2 separate regions of the Mus musculus genome follow, and region 1 is linked to region 2. Evidence: chromatin contacts called from public Hi-C data. All regions are on one chromosome and are shown on one strand. The core of a region is the stretch at or near the end of the contact, and the rest is flanking DNA. Distances in the headings are between cores, read along the strand shown.

Region 1 (6,562 bases), core at 2,060-4,559, 71 kb before region 2:
CAGTTCACAAGAAGACTCACCCAGGCCAAACCCCCCTCAGAAAACACCTGAGAAGCCTGGGGAAGGGGTTTCCTACTGGCTTCTTCAGGGGCTACCTTCTTAGCTGAAAAGACAATGAAACTTCAGAGGAAAAAAACAGACTAATTCACGGAAGCGCATCTCGCAGCATCTGTTCTCAGGGATAGGTTATTTCTCCGCTGCTGGTGAAATGAGCCAATTCAAGCCAGATTAGATTATATTAAAGGCAGGTTTATTGGGAAGCTGCTCTCGGGAGAGCTCACTGGCCCCGAGGATTGGTGGGGTGGGTTGTGGGGGCAGAGAGAAAGGGCACCCACACAAAGAAAGGAAAGAAAGAATAGAGAGACCAAAATGTCTGGATTATATAGGGAAGAGCCTCTTGGGGGAAGGGCAGCCTAGCTCCTGGGCTGGAAAGTTCGGGGTGAGGGTGGGGGGGGAGGCAGGGTATCCCAGGTAGGGACTGAGGGATGCTGGGAGGACCTGGAGGCCAGGTCTGCTCTGCTATGTAAAATATGCGCCTCAGTCCCTTGTCCCAGGTTGGACACCAAACACTCAGAAGAGGTTCCCAAAAAGCTTCTCATGGTGGGTGTGTGCTTGGCCAGCAGAGCTCACCATCTCTGCCAGATTGTTCTTCCTTCATTGGGTTTTCTGGAGGATTAGATGGCTTCCCTTGTGGAGAAACCGAGACACTAAAGGCTATCAGTTATACCCAGGCCTTCTCATCATGACTTAGGAGGCTGACTTTCACCTGGGGCTACGTGGGAGAGCAGAACCCACCTCAGATTAGTGATGAGGGAGAAAGCTTTTAAAGAACCAGAAGAGAGGACACTGAAGGTCTTTCTACAAAGAGTAATGGCCTTGTGAGGAGACAGGAGGGGCTGAGAGTCTCCATCACTAAATGCTCTCTGGCTAGGGAACAAGCAAGACCCAGGGGATAACAGCAGCTGGAATGCCTGGGGTCTCACCTCAACAATATCCATTTCTGGGGCTTGGACAGAGGAAGCCCCATGGGTTCTGTTCTCAGAGTCTTTCTGATTGATGGCAGAGGTCTGGACCAGATAGTTCCAGGTTCTTGGCTCTTTATTTAAGAAACTGAAATATTGGCTCACAAATTAGAAAAGGTTTGAGGAGGCTTCATTTGAGGCAAATTTAAGGAGCAGGTCTGAAGGCATTGAAGGGGACCAGCAGGCTTCAGGGTGAAAGAAATCAAAGGTCCTGATGGTTACTCAGAATTACCTCCTACAGCGTTCAAGTGGAGTTTGTTTACGAAGGGCAGAAGGGCACGGTGAGGGTGGTTCTGTTTTGATTGGTAGAGTAGGTCATATTATTATTTTCTACTGTACTTATTGTTAGGATTCAAACAAGGGGTTAAGGTGTCTATTTTACATATCAAAGCAGATTCCGCTAACAGGTTCTCCCAGCATCCCTTAGTCCCTATCTGTTACAGGGTCATTCTAGTTGGCATACCCTGCCCTCTACCCTAAACTTTCCAGCTCAGTGGCCTGGGCTGCTCTTCCCTATATAACCCACCCATTCTGGTTACCCAATCTCTTTGCACCTTTCGGCCTCCTAGTTATTGTACCTGTTTCCCTGTTCTCCAGTCTCCCTTCCCCTTCTCCTTCCCCTCCCCCTCTCCTCACTGGCCTAGCTCAGGGCCATGTCTACTCTGAATCTCCCAGATGTTCCTGCATCTGGTTATGCTCTCCCAGATAGCTACAATAAACTCTCTCCTCCACCACACTTAGGAACAGTCATATCCTTTCCTTTTTACTTACTTTGTTCATTCACACATCCCTTTCCGTAATGCATCTGATTTTAATCATAGGCACACCCAATTATGCATGGGTATAAGATGATAAATAGGAGACTTTCCCCCCTAAAAGTTCATTTGAGGACACAGCTTTGCCCTAATGCATACACATCCCAAACTAGCTCAGGCTGAATTGATTCCCCTCCACCCTGGTCTTAGACTTAACTGGAATGTCTAAATAGAAACTGTCCAAGTTTGATGGTCACTAAAAGAAGGAGAGATATATTTCCATTGTTCAGAATGTGTGGGTGTTCATACAGCTTTATGCAGTGGGGAAGGGGGTCTTACAATGCTAATGGGTTGCTAGATGCATTATTCTGAATGGTGTGTATGTGTACAGTATATACAGGTAGAGCCTCTGGCTGCAAGTACATTATCATCAGAAGGGAAGCACAAGCCAAGTGGAGTCCTAGGTTCCCGAGCCATTCCCTATGCTTGCCTGCCCCACTTCCTATTGTCTGTGCACACAGGGACCAGTATTGGGCTGGGTGCTGGCACTGGTTCTCTCACGCTCGTGAACTCTGGGGTGAGGGTAGAATGCTGCTGAGCCTTAATTGCCCCAGGGAGAATTTTAGTTTCCAAATAATAGTTTAGAGAATGTCCTCTGCAACCAACAGCATCAGGAAGACTTGGGCACTCGTAAACATTCTTAAGTGTCACCCCAGAGGCAGAACCAGACCCTCTGGGGGCAACTACCAGCTACACCTGTGACCCTTGCTCTGGGCATCAGTTCCCAGCGGTGTTAGACTCTCAGGCCCCACCCTAGTCCTACAAATCAGAGTCTTCTTTTAGTCGGAGCCCCAGGAGGTCTCTTGCACATTACCATCTGAAAAGCGCAGCCGAAAGCCCGTGGACACAGAAATTTTGAGTGACACCTTGCAGTCATAAAACTCTATCAGGAACTCTTGGGAAAAATCACCCAACCTTTCATTTCTCTTTCTGCAAAAACTCCCAGGCAGGAGGGAGGCCTGTCGGGCTCAATTAGGGCTGTGAGTCCCTTTGATCCACCCCAAACTCCCGATAAGGACTCGGGGCAAGGGGCGCTGGGGGCAGACTTCTCCCAGTAAGGGGTGAGGGGTTCCCTCCAGGGGGCAGGAAGCCAAACCTGGCTCCTCCGAAAGTTCCGCCAAAGAATGCCCCCTTCTCGGAGCCTCTGGAATTGGGAAGAAATTCCTTGCAAATTCCATGGCCACCCCTGACCAGTGAGAAAATGAGAGTGCAGCCCAGCTCGACGGCGCGGTGCAGCCTGGCTCCATTAAATGAGTTCAAAACAATTACCAGGGAACATGTGTTTCCTATGAAGGGAGCAAGTGTTAAAACGGATTTAATTTTCTTTTGTAAATAAAGAGGCCTATCCAGCCCGGCCTGTTTATCTCCCTGAGAGAGATGAAAGTTGTTTCATCTGCCGGTAGCCTCTGAGCGCCTCCCCACCGAGGCGGGGCCGCTATCTGTACTCCATGTGTTGTGTATCTGTAGAGCCTTTCCATCGCGGTCATGTGGAACTGTTTGAGCACCATGAGGTCTCTTCTCAAAGTCTGACTCTTAGTTATCTACAATGGCGCTCCTCTCCCTCTCCCTTAAACATATTAGTGATTCATAAACAGTAAAATTAGTTGGCTGGGGAGGGGTTGGTGGAGGTATTCATTCTGGCGGCGCCTGCTTTCCTGGGTTGGTAGTTAAAATAAATCATGGCTGTCACAATGGAATTCGGGCCTAAAAATCACCTGTAGGAATCCCCCACACGCACACCCCGCACCCACGTTCCCCACCCCCACCCCCAGCATGGATGATCAAAGCTACCCTACTCCAGCTGGAGAAGGGGAGTGAGATTCGGGCGAGGACGAGACACGGAGGAGAAAGACAAGAGGCAGTTTCAACAGTCAGAAGGAAACATCCAGAAGTTATGAGGAAGGAATCTGGAAATTAACATCTCTGCTCTGGAACTGCACGAGAATGAGGTTGACTTAAGATCTTAGTTTTTCTAATACAAAATATAATTAATCACTTCGTTCCGTGAAGTTGTGTTTCCACTTGACCTACCCGCGCTGGCAGCCAGAACTCAGGTTTGCTTTTTTGTGTTTCTTTTTTCCCCGACTGCAAATTTAATAAATTTCAACATGCCCAAACTTCCTGACTTACACTGTCCACCACGGGTATCTCTGGAAACTTCAATAGCTGGAGATAACTCACACACTCTGCTCCGCCTACCTTCTCGGCGCTCACAGTAATCCGGGATCAGGCGACTAAGCTTTCATCTTGAGAGCATTTAAGTTAATTACACGAGGCCAGCAAGGCCCTGAGGAGCCGGTTCTGCGCAGCCCTCCTGAAGCCAGACATCATAGGATCCAGATGCAACCCCTTGGCAACTTAAGCCCAACAAATTTCCTTTGTCAAGAAATGCAAACAGCCCAACATTGAAGCCCAGGCTACTACAGTGAGTCGGCTTCCTTGGGGCTAGACTACAGCTCCCAGAGCCACCATCCAGGCCAGAAGCTATTGAAAGGTGCAAGTGCCCACTTAGCGGCACCTTCCACCCTCCCACCTGGGTACGGGTTACCAAGGATGGCTCATTTTAGTTTGAATGGGTCGCTGATCAGAACATGACTGCCTCTTGTCAGTTGACCCCAATCCAAGGCATTTTCAGGACAGTGCATTTACTGGCAAGAGACTGTCCCACTTAGTTGGCAGGTTTCCTACTGTGAACTTTGTTCCCAGATGTCTGCACCCATCTCCCTCTGGCACCTATCAATCTGTCCCAGCTTAAAATGACCCTCCTCTTGGATATCCCTCGGAGATCATGGCAGGGTCATCTGCCCCTATTCTCCATCCTTGCTGCAACCTGTTCCCATCTCCTTTGTCATCTGAGATGGGCAGGGTTCGTTCTTTCTACTCCATTACAGTGATATTCCCCTCTTGCGAGGCAAGGGTGTTCTGGACTAGGCAGCAACCCTGACTGAGTCTGAGATCCCCTAAAACCATCAGCTCCACACTTTTTTTTTCCTGGGGTTTTACTCACAGCAGAGCTCATAGCTCCATGCTACCCACCGATCACAGCAAGAGTTTGATGTGGTCACGTGAGAGGATTCTAAGATCAGCATCCTGTGGAATTGATCTTGCTCTCAAAAAGTCTACCCATGTCTTACTTGCAGTACCTGCCTTGGAAGCAGAGTCTTTGCAGATGTAATCAAGGTAGTGTGAAGCTCTCTGAGATCAGGGTGGCTCTAATCCCATGGCTTCTGTCTTTACAGACGAGAGACACATAGGGAAGAAGGCTGTAGCAACCAGAGCATCCCCCAAGAACCTGGAGAAAGCACGGCCAACAGACCTAGAAGAAACACACCCCACCTCACGACACAATAAGCACCTGTTTGTGTTTCCCTGGCTTGACTCTGAGTGTGCAGGGATAGAAAATTGTGTCTTCACCCATTGGAGGTCGTGGCTGACACCCCACAACCAAGCACAGATTAACAAGAAAGAAATGTATAACAAATTTATGTAATAAGTTCCACATGGTAGCCTTCAGGAATGAAGACCAAAGAAAATAGGAACACAATTGGAGGTTTGATGGCACAGGAACAGCCATTCAGAGGACATTGAGGTTCATGGGCAAGGGACCTTGCTGGCCCTGTTCAGTTCTTTCTGGAACTCTGTGTCTTGCCACCGTCTTTCCTTCTCTCCAGGTGTGAGGCAGGCTTCTGTCACATAGGAACTGGTAGCCTGCTCAGGGTAGCTTGATCATACTCATGAGTTCTAGGCTGTACATAAAAAGGTGGGAAAATGTTAGCAGGCTTTTCTGCCTCTGCTTTTCCTTGGTTTCCACCAAGTTTAGGGTTAGTGTGTCCTGTTCCCCATCTGCACTGTAGAAAATAAGGTCAGCGTCTTTCTAGGCACTGTCCATTCTGTCACTGGGACGTGGCAGGGCTTCAGTGTGATGGGTATGGCTGGATGTGTATGTACAATTCTTCTATTACCTCATGCCTGACTCACAGAGACCACCACTGGATCCCAGGGCATCCTCCGTGTCTCAGCTACAGAGAATCTTTGCGGGACTCTTACCAGGAGCTAAACCTGCCTTGATGTCCCAGCCCTGGGTCCAGCCCCTTCTCCCCAAACAGGCCATGAGTCCATAGTTCTTTTCCACCTGGATAACTCAGTAGGAGAGACCCATCCTGGAGGTATTTGTTCTTGGGTTCATTCAACCTGGCTCAGGGTCTTTTCTGTGCCCCCAACACTGCCCTTGGCACCACTTGGAGTTCAATGCTCTCTGTACCCATGGATTCCTTATGCACAAATTCAACCAGCCGTAGAAGGAAATGACATTAGATCCATGATGTGTCTGTACTAAGCCTGTGCAGGCTTTTTCCTTGCCCCTGTTCTCAAATGAGTTGGGCATGAGGTGTGAGAAGAATTGTATACATTGTATTAGAAGTCATGAAGCACCCCAGAGGTGAAAATATATGACAAGGGAGGACGGGGTGGGGTAACTTTATTTTAGGGATTTATCAGCAGCAGACTTTGGCAGTGCTGAGGATCCTAGTACAACTTCTCCTGTGTGGCAAACATAACCTTGAAACAGCCTGTAAAGTGGTGGTGTTGTGAGCGTCTCATTTCTGGCATCCAGCTTTCTGCCAGCCCTCAATGTTCAGATGTGTGTTGAATGAATAAATGATTTCATGAGCAGGGAAGTAGATCTCAATGTGGTAGATCTCAAAATGTGGGCCTCACATGCAGCTC
Region 2 (6,496 bases), core at 3,702-6,201:
TGTATGTGTGGCCCAGCAACCAGATGACAGCTGCCAGAAAGAGTGAGGAACATTTAGGGGTGGTCCTTGCTCAGAGGAGTCACACTGGTAGGCATGTTCCTGGCTTTTCAGGGGGAGCTCAGAGAAATCTTTTGCCTGAAGTTAAACAGCTAATGACTCAGTAGGGATACAGATCTAAGTCTTTTTGTCTCTGATGTTTTGTGTGGCTTTCCTGGCATCCTCTGGCAATTGTTCCCTGGATGTCTGAAGTTGTTTAGATGTCCCAGAAAAGTTTGCTAGGTATTAAAATCCTTGAGGCTCTTGCTGTCCTGAAAGACAAAAAGCAAGCATGGAATTCTATGTCAGCTGGCTGGCTAAGCCTCGGTGTCTGGGTACCACAGACTCGGCAGAGGATACTAGCTACAGCAGTGCTTCTCTTGGGCTTTTCTGAAGCTTTTTTGTTCATCAGGATCCACACATGCATGACACCTAGAAATGGACTCCATCAGACATCGAGTGTTCAGCAGCCCTTGGACACTAGCTAGTGACCCCCCACTCAAGTTGTGACTCTCAGCATGAACATTTATTGACTCCAAGAACCAATTTGTCAGAACCACAGTGAAGACTTGTATAAGTACAAACTTCTGAGACGACTTCTGAAAGATGAACATCTTCAGGGCTGAATCAGGTTATGTGTGTGTACCACAACATCCTATCCTTGCTGGGTCTGTATTCCTGACACCTTACTTGTATAGGAGACTACAAGAGTCTTTCCCCAAGACCAATGCTGCCGAGTCTGTGGTACCCAGACACCGAGGCTTAGCCAGCCAGCTGACATAGAATTCCATGCTTGCTTTTTGTCTTTCAGGACAGCAAGAGCCTCAAGGATTTTAATACCTAGCAAACTTTTCTGGGACATCTAAACAACTTCAGACATCCAGGGAACAATTGCCAGAGGATGCCAGGAAAGCCACACAAAACATCAGAGACAGGAGCACCCTGCCAAGAACCAGTTAGTTGACCTGTGTCACCACATATATTCCTTATCTTCTTACGTGAAAATAATAGAGGACAAAGCTTAATTGGGGTAACTTTTCAGATAAGCCAAATCCCCATGGTGATTGCCTGAGATATGACTGGCAGAATTCAGATCACAATTAATGTCTATCACATTTACTGTTTGTAACTCTATCTTAAAACCTATCCACATAGCCCTGAGGTGACAAATGGAGTATGCCCAAGAACATAGATCCCCTTTTGTCCCTGTGATGAGACTCTTGTGGAGTGCTGCTCTGGTATTGGCTCACCTCCAATTCTGGGGAAAGCTTGTCACTGACTGACCTCTGGAGTGCTTGTGAATATGTAGCAAGCATTTCTTCTTTCTCTGAATGCTCATGGAACTTTTCAGAAGTGGAACACCTTTCCAGAGTGACAAGCCACACCCTAGATAATGCAGTCAGTTGAAGAACTTGTAAACATACCCTCCTCCATTCAAGAAATTCCTTAAAGGAGAAGCTGGGAGTGAGAGCTGTGACACATGTTGCCAGTAATACACAGGCCCTGTGCTGTTGGCCATTGGCTGTCCATTCACTGAGCACTGGATGAAAGGTGTCGTTGTTGGCACACTTTCTCACCAGATTAGGCTCATTCTTTCTCTATCCTCCCTTTGAGGATGGGAGTCATGGTCATCTGCAATTCACTGAGAATGGAGGATTGTAGGGAGATGAGAATTTAAAGTCAAGAAAGACACAGACCCAAGGCAGCTGGAGATGGGTTGTCTGCAGGAGATGTGAGCCTAAACAGGGACAGAGGAGTGAAAGAGTGTCTCAAACCAAGTGAGGCAGGCACAGGAGAGCCCAGAAAATGAAGTGGGGGATCAGGAGAAAGGTGGGAATTATGGTATGCATTTGTTTCCTGGAGTTGCAGTAAGAGGCAACAACAAATTTGGTGATTTAAGACAAGAGATATTTATCTCCCACAGTCTCGGAGGGAGATTAACTGTTTGAAGACGCACACATTCTTCTGAGGCTCTTAGGGAAGAATGAGTCCCTTGCTCTTCAGCTTCTAGGGACTGTCATCATTTCCAGGCATGTGGCTACATCTGCCTGTATCTTCCTATTCCCTTGTTGGCATATTAATATAGACACCACTACTGACTTTAGGTCCTATGTTGTCATCCACACATGTAACTGGAACTAGGATATATTTAAAGCTCTGCTTGCAAGTAAATTTTGGGTTCTAATAGCTACTAGATATAGGGTCTGAATATAAAGTCTAAGAAAAATCTAGATATGGACCTAGTTCTTGAACATATACCATTTAAGTCATTACAGGGTGGGAGAAATTCAAAAGAGAAGGAAATAAGCCATAAGGTGAGGGCAGGCGGCCTTTTCTTTGGAACTTGTCAAGTTCCATGTATTCATTTATTTGCCATTATTTGAGGCTGTACAACCATGGAGTTCACTTGGGTCTCATCTACACTGCAGCTTTCTCTGCATTTACAGATCTATACAGAAAACTTAGAGATTCATGCTCACCTTTCTACCCTCACCCAATTGCACTGAGTACATGGCTCACACAAGGCACCACCCACCACTACTGTATTTTATGGAGCTCAGCAATTCCTCCTACATAAAACCCTTTCCCACTTATCTACTTCCTAACTTCCTGGACCCCACCAAGGGTCTGGCTTGCTCTTTGTTTCCCTAATTCAACTCCTCCACTTTGTTATGCAAGGCAATTTAATTCTCCTTCCATTTACTCTGCCCCAGGCTTACCTTTGCATAGCCAAAGACTCATTAATGTCTGCATAAAACAAAATACAATTTATGCAAGATGCAAGTTAGAATTACTAGTATAGATTTTGTCCTCTTCTCTCTCTCTCTCTCTCTCTCTCTCTCTCTCTCTCTCTCTCTCTCTCTCTCCCTCTCCCTCTCTCTCCCTCTCCCTCTCCCTCTCTTCCTTCTCTACTCCAGTTGTATGGACTGTGTTCTTCAGGAATGATGAAATGTTATACTCTGGATGTCAAATCATTTACTTCTTTTCTGTTACATGAATATTTCCTTGACATGTATTTCTTTTAAATATGCCTTTAATACTGTGGTTCTCAAACATCAGAAAATTTTTACATTCCTACAAAATTATGTAGGTCCTTAAACAATTGTTGCTTGCTTGGATTTTATCTATTGATAGTTACTATATTAGAAATAAAATGAGAAGCTTAGAAATATTTATCTGCCTAAAGTAATCAGAGTACATCTATTAAATATTAACATAAACATCTTCATAGGGAAAATAGTTTTCAAAACAATAAAAGACTCGGTAAGAAGAACTGGCACTTGCATCTTTGCAATTCTCTTTTAAGTCTGGCTTAATGGAAGACAGCTGCTCTGCAATTAGCTTATTGTAAGATCAGTGTCTCTTGGAAAACTCAACCATACAGCTGATTAGAACATGCAAGTGTAAAGGCAAATGTGATCCTAGGATTATTATGAAACTAGCTTTTCATCTTGATGACTGTTAAAAGCCTAATTTTAGCACACATCTTAGTGTGCTTCCTTTTATAAGGAAAACAAAACCCAGAGAAATTGATATTGAACTAAAACTAAACCATGGGGGTCACACTCCTGGACAAGAAACTACAGGCAACTATGGCTGCTGAGAGAGGGAAGTTAGCCTATCCCATGGAAGAACCCTCTAATTGGTTGTCCAATACAACGTGATTATCCCTGAAGCCATAGACACATACACAATAACAACAGTTTCAGCAGATTGTGCTGGCATATCCATGGATACTTACACATATATGCAACAATAATAATTAAAGAAGAAGAAGCTATCAACTTGAGATTGAGTTGGGAGACATGGAAGAAATTGGAGGGAGAGGACTTGAGGAGGCTGGAGGGAGAAAAGGGAAGGAGAGAAAGTGGCATAATTGTATTTTTAATGAAAGGTGCACACAAAAATAAAATGAACCATGAACCAAGTGCTCAGAAAAATTTTACTAGCTGACTTTAGTCAAATTACGTAACTCTGTTCTCCATTTCATTCTTTCTCTTTGATAACTATGATTCAAGAGAGCGCTTTTCAAAAGTGCTTATTGAGGAGGAACCTAACATGATATCATGAAGTTCAGAATGCTTCACTTTCGTCTGGCTCTGATAAGTTCCTGCTCTCCACATCCCCGCTCAGGGATCTCTGCTCTAAGCCTCTTCTACATTATAAGTAAGAAGACTGAGGGCATGGTGGCGCGTGCCTTTAATCCCAGCACTTGGGAGGCAGGGGAAGGCGGATTTCTGAGTTTGAGGCCAGCCTGGTATACTGAGTGAGCTCCAGGACAGTCAAGGCTACACAGAGAAACCCTGTCTCGAAAAACAAAACAAAACAAAACAAAACAAAACAAAACGACTGAGGACAACCATATTATCAACAACGGCAACATCTACTAGCTGTATACTAAGAGTTAAACAGCACGAGGACGTTTTATACACACATTCTGTTTAATTCTCTGTGCATTCCAAGAAAGGCGCTGGCTTCACTTTACCGAACTGGCTGAAGGTTGAAGAAAAAAGGTCTCTGGCCCCTACCTCTGTACACGTACCCTTTCCTAGCTCCTGCAACTCAGATGGTCATAGTTCATTGTTACTCAAGGCGATCCCTTGATGACAAAAGTCAAAAGTGTGATACTCCCCACCTGTCAACCAAACCGCCCGCCCGTCTCCTAAAGAATCATAAGGGGAGCGATCTTTCTAGCTTCCCGATGCTTTCGTTCCTGAAGTCCAGACTGGGAAATCTCCGAGCGTCTGATCCCGCTGAGTTTTGCAGAGAGGAGAAAGGGGTGCCGATGCACTGCGGGTAGCTGTCTGGAACGGAGAATTCCGGCTCTGGGTTAAAGCCGGAACCTTTCTCCACTCTCCGCGTTACACGGGCGGAGTGCGGAACCTTTCTTCTATGCTCACAGTTCCCAGGCGGAGGAGTGCGAAATCGGAACGTCCCTCAGCAACCGAGTTCTTGCCGGGGTCGCTAGCTGCTGACGTGTGCCTGGCCGGCTTCAGGCCCTGGGTTGCGGGTCGCTATGGCGGTGGACATCACACTGCTCTTCCGGGCTAGCGTCAAGACAGTGAAGACGCGGAATAAGGCTCTGGGAGTGGCCGTGGGTGGCGGGGCCGATGGCAGCCGGGACGAGCTGTTCCGCAGAAGCCCTCGGCCCAAGGGAGACTTCTCCAGCCGGGCCCGTGAAGTGGTAAGCTGGTTGCTATGGGAACGGCGGGCGGGAGCTAGGGGCGCATACGCTCCGCGGCCCCTGGACCCCAAACTGGGCCTATCTCTTTAGCTCTCGGTGAAGACAGGGAGTCTCTAGCAAGACAGAGAGTCTGTCTCACCGACCTAACAGCTGGCTCAGGGTGGCGACAGGTTTATTCTCACGAAGGGACGCATATCTGGGCACTGAAGGAAGTAAGTTAGAGGTGCTTGGATATCCTTGAAATCAGGTTATAACCTTCTGAGGCAGTGAGTTCGCCAAGAGTTCCCACAGTCTGACACTTCCTGTCGCAAAGCTCACCACTATCTCCCCTCGCCCTTCCACGAATCTGTTTGGACCTCCTCTTGCTCGTAGGGTTTAATAAAATCCACGCTCAGCTGAACGCTCCTTGATCCTTGCCTCCAGGCATAGGTAGGACTCAGTACCTCCTGAGATTGGTTTAGGACATCACCAGTGTAGGGTAAAAGCTTTTCCCTTCAGAGCGGCAACACTTAAGCAACACTAGTGTTGTAACTGTCCTCTAAACTGCTTCCTGTTCTCTGGACACAACCGGCTTCTGTGTCCCCAACATAGAAATCTTTTCCATAAGGGTAGGAACATGTTGACAGTATTTCTGTATGTGCTACTGACAATATTGCTTAGTAAGTATTCTTTGAATGAATGAATGGTTGAACGAATGAACAATTATTGATTCCACTAAACAGGAAAAAAAAAGATTGTTTGCATTATATCCCTTTGTGTCTATGACACTAGGGTAAATGTTATTTTTGGAGTACCAGGGGGTCATATACAGTCTGCCTGTCTTTTTAAAGACACACACACACACACACACACAATGGCCCAAAGCATTGAAAGGTACAAATCTGGGGGATCTAAACTTTAAGTTTCATTGGTTTTCCAGTAAACTCACCTCTGCTTGGCACATAATCCATTGCTTGATATTTCTCTTTTTGAGGCAGGGTCTTTCCATGTAGACAAGGCTGGCCTTGATCTTACAGAAAGGTGACTGCTTCTGTCTCCCAAGTGCTGAGATTGAAGGCATGGGCCCTCAGACTAGATAATACTCAAATATTACACACACACACACACACACATATATATATGCACAAGTCAATGAATGGCTGTTTACAGATAATGTTGAAGCACAGGAGGTTGTATGAACCAGATAAATGCCCCTCCCTCCAACAGTAAACATCTACCTAGTACTTACTTTCTGACCAGCACTGTTTTAGAGTAATAGGGTTCCACTGTTGAGTT

The links. A called contact is a pair of places that touch in the nucleus more often than the background predicts.
Region 1: a Hi-C map of uterus shows a contact between it and region 2, with 3 times the contacts expected there. The contact joins the enhancer-like site here to the promoter of Stx18 in region 2. A contact is called at or near these places in 4 of 39 promoter capture datasets (cranial neural crest, frontonasal cranial neural crest, maxillary cranial neural crest and 1 more), 3 of 484 Hi-C or Micro-C datasets (brown adipocytes, nephron progenitors and uterus), 2 of 115 datasets of contacts at active chromatin or transcription factors (embryonic stem cells and neural tube) and 1 of 9 other capture datasets (adipose tissue).

The regions. Positions count from the first base shown.
Region 1 is chr5:37,964,647-37,971,208 of GRCm38.p6, forward strand. No RefSeq gene overlaps it. Among named protein-coding and RNA genes, the nearest start is that of Gm40289, 4.0 kb to the right of the region's middle. RefSeq lists an enhancer at 2,977-4,550. Within about 2 kb of position 3,310, at least 30 of the 459 cell types and tissues checked have an H3K27ac peak or open chromatin away from gene starts, as enhancers often do. A contact at or near this core is called in uterus, where this site is marked.
Region 2 is chr5:38,034,279-38,040,774 of GRCm38.p6, forward strand. It overlaps Stx18 (syntaxin 18), which reads left to right and starts at 4,952. Exons shown (of 11, transcript NM_026959.3): 1 at 4,952-5,221. The coding sequence starts at 5,054.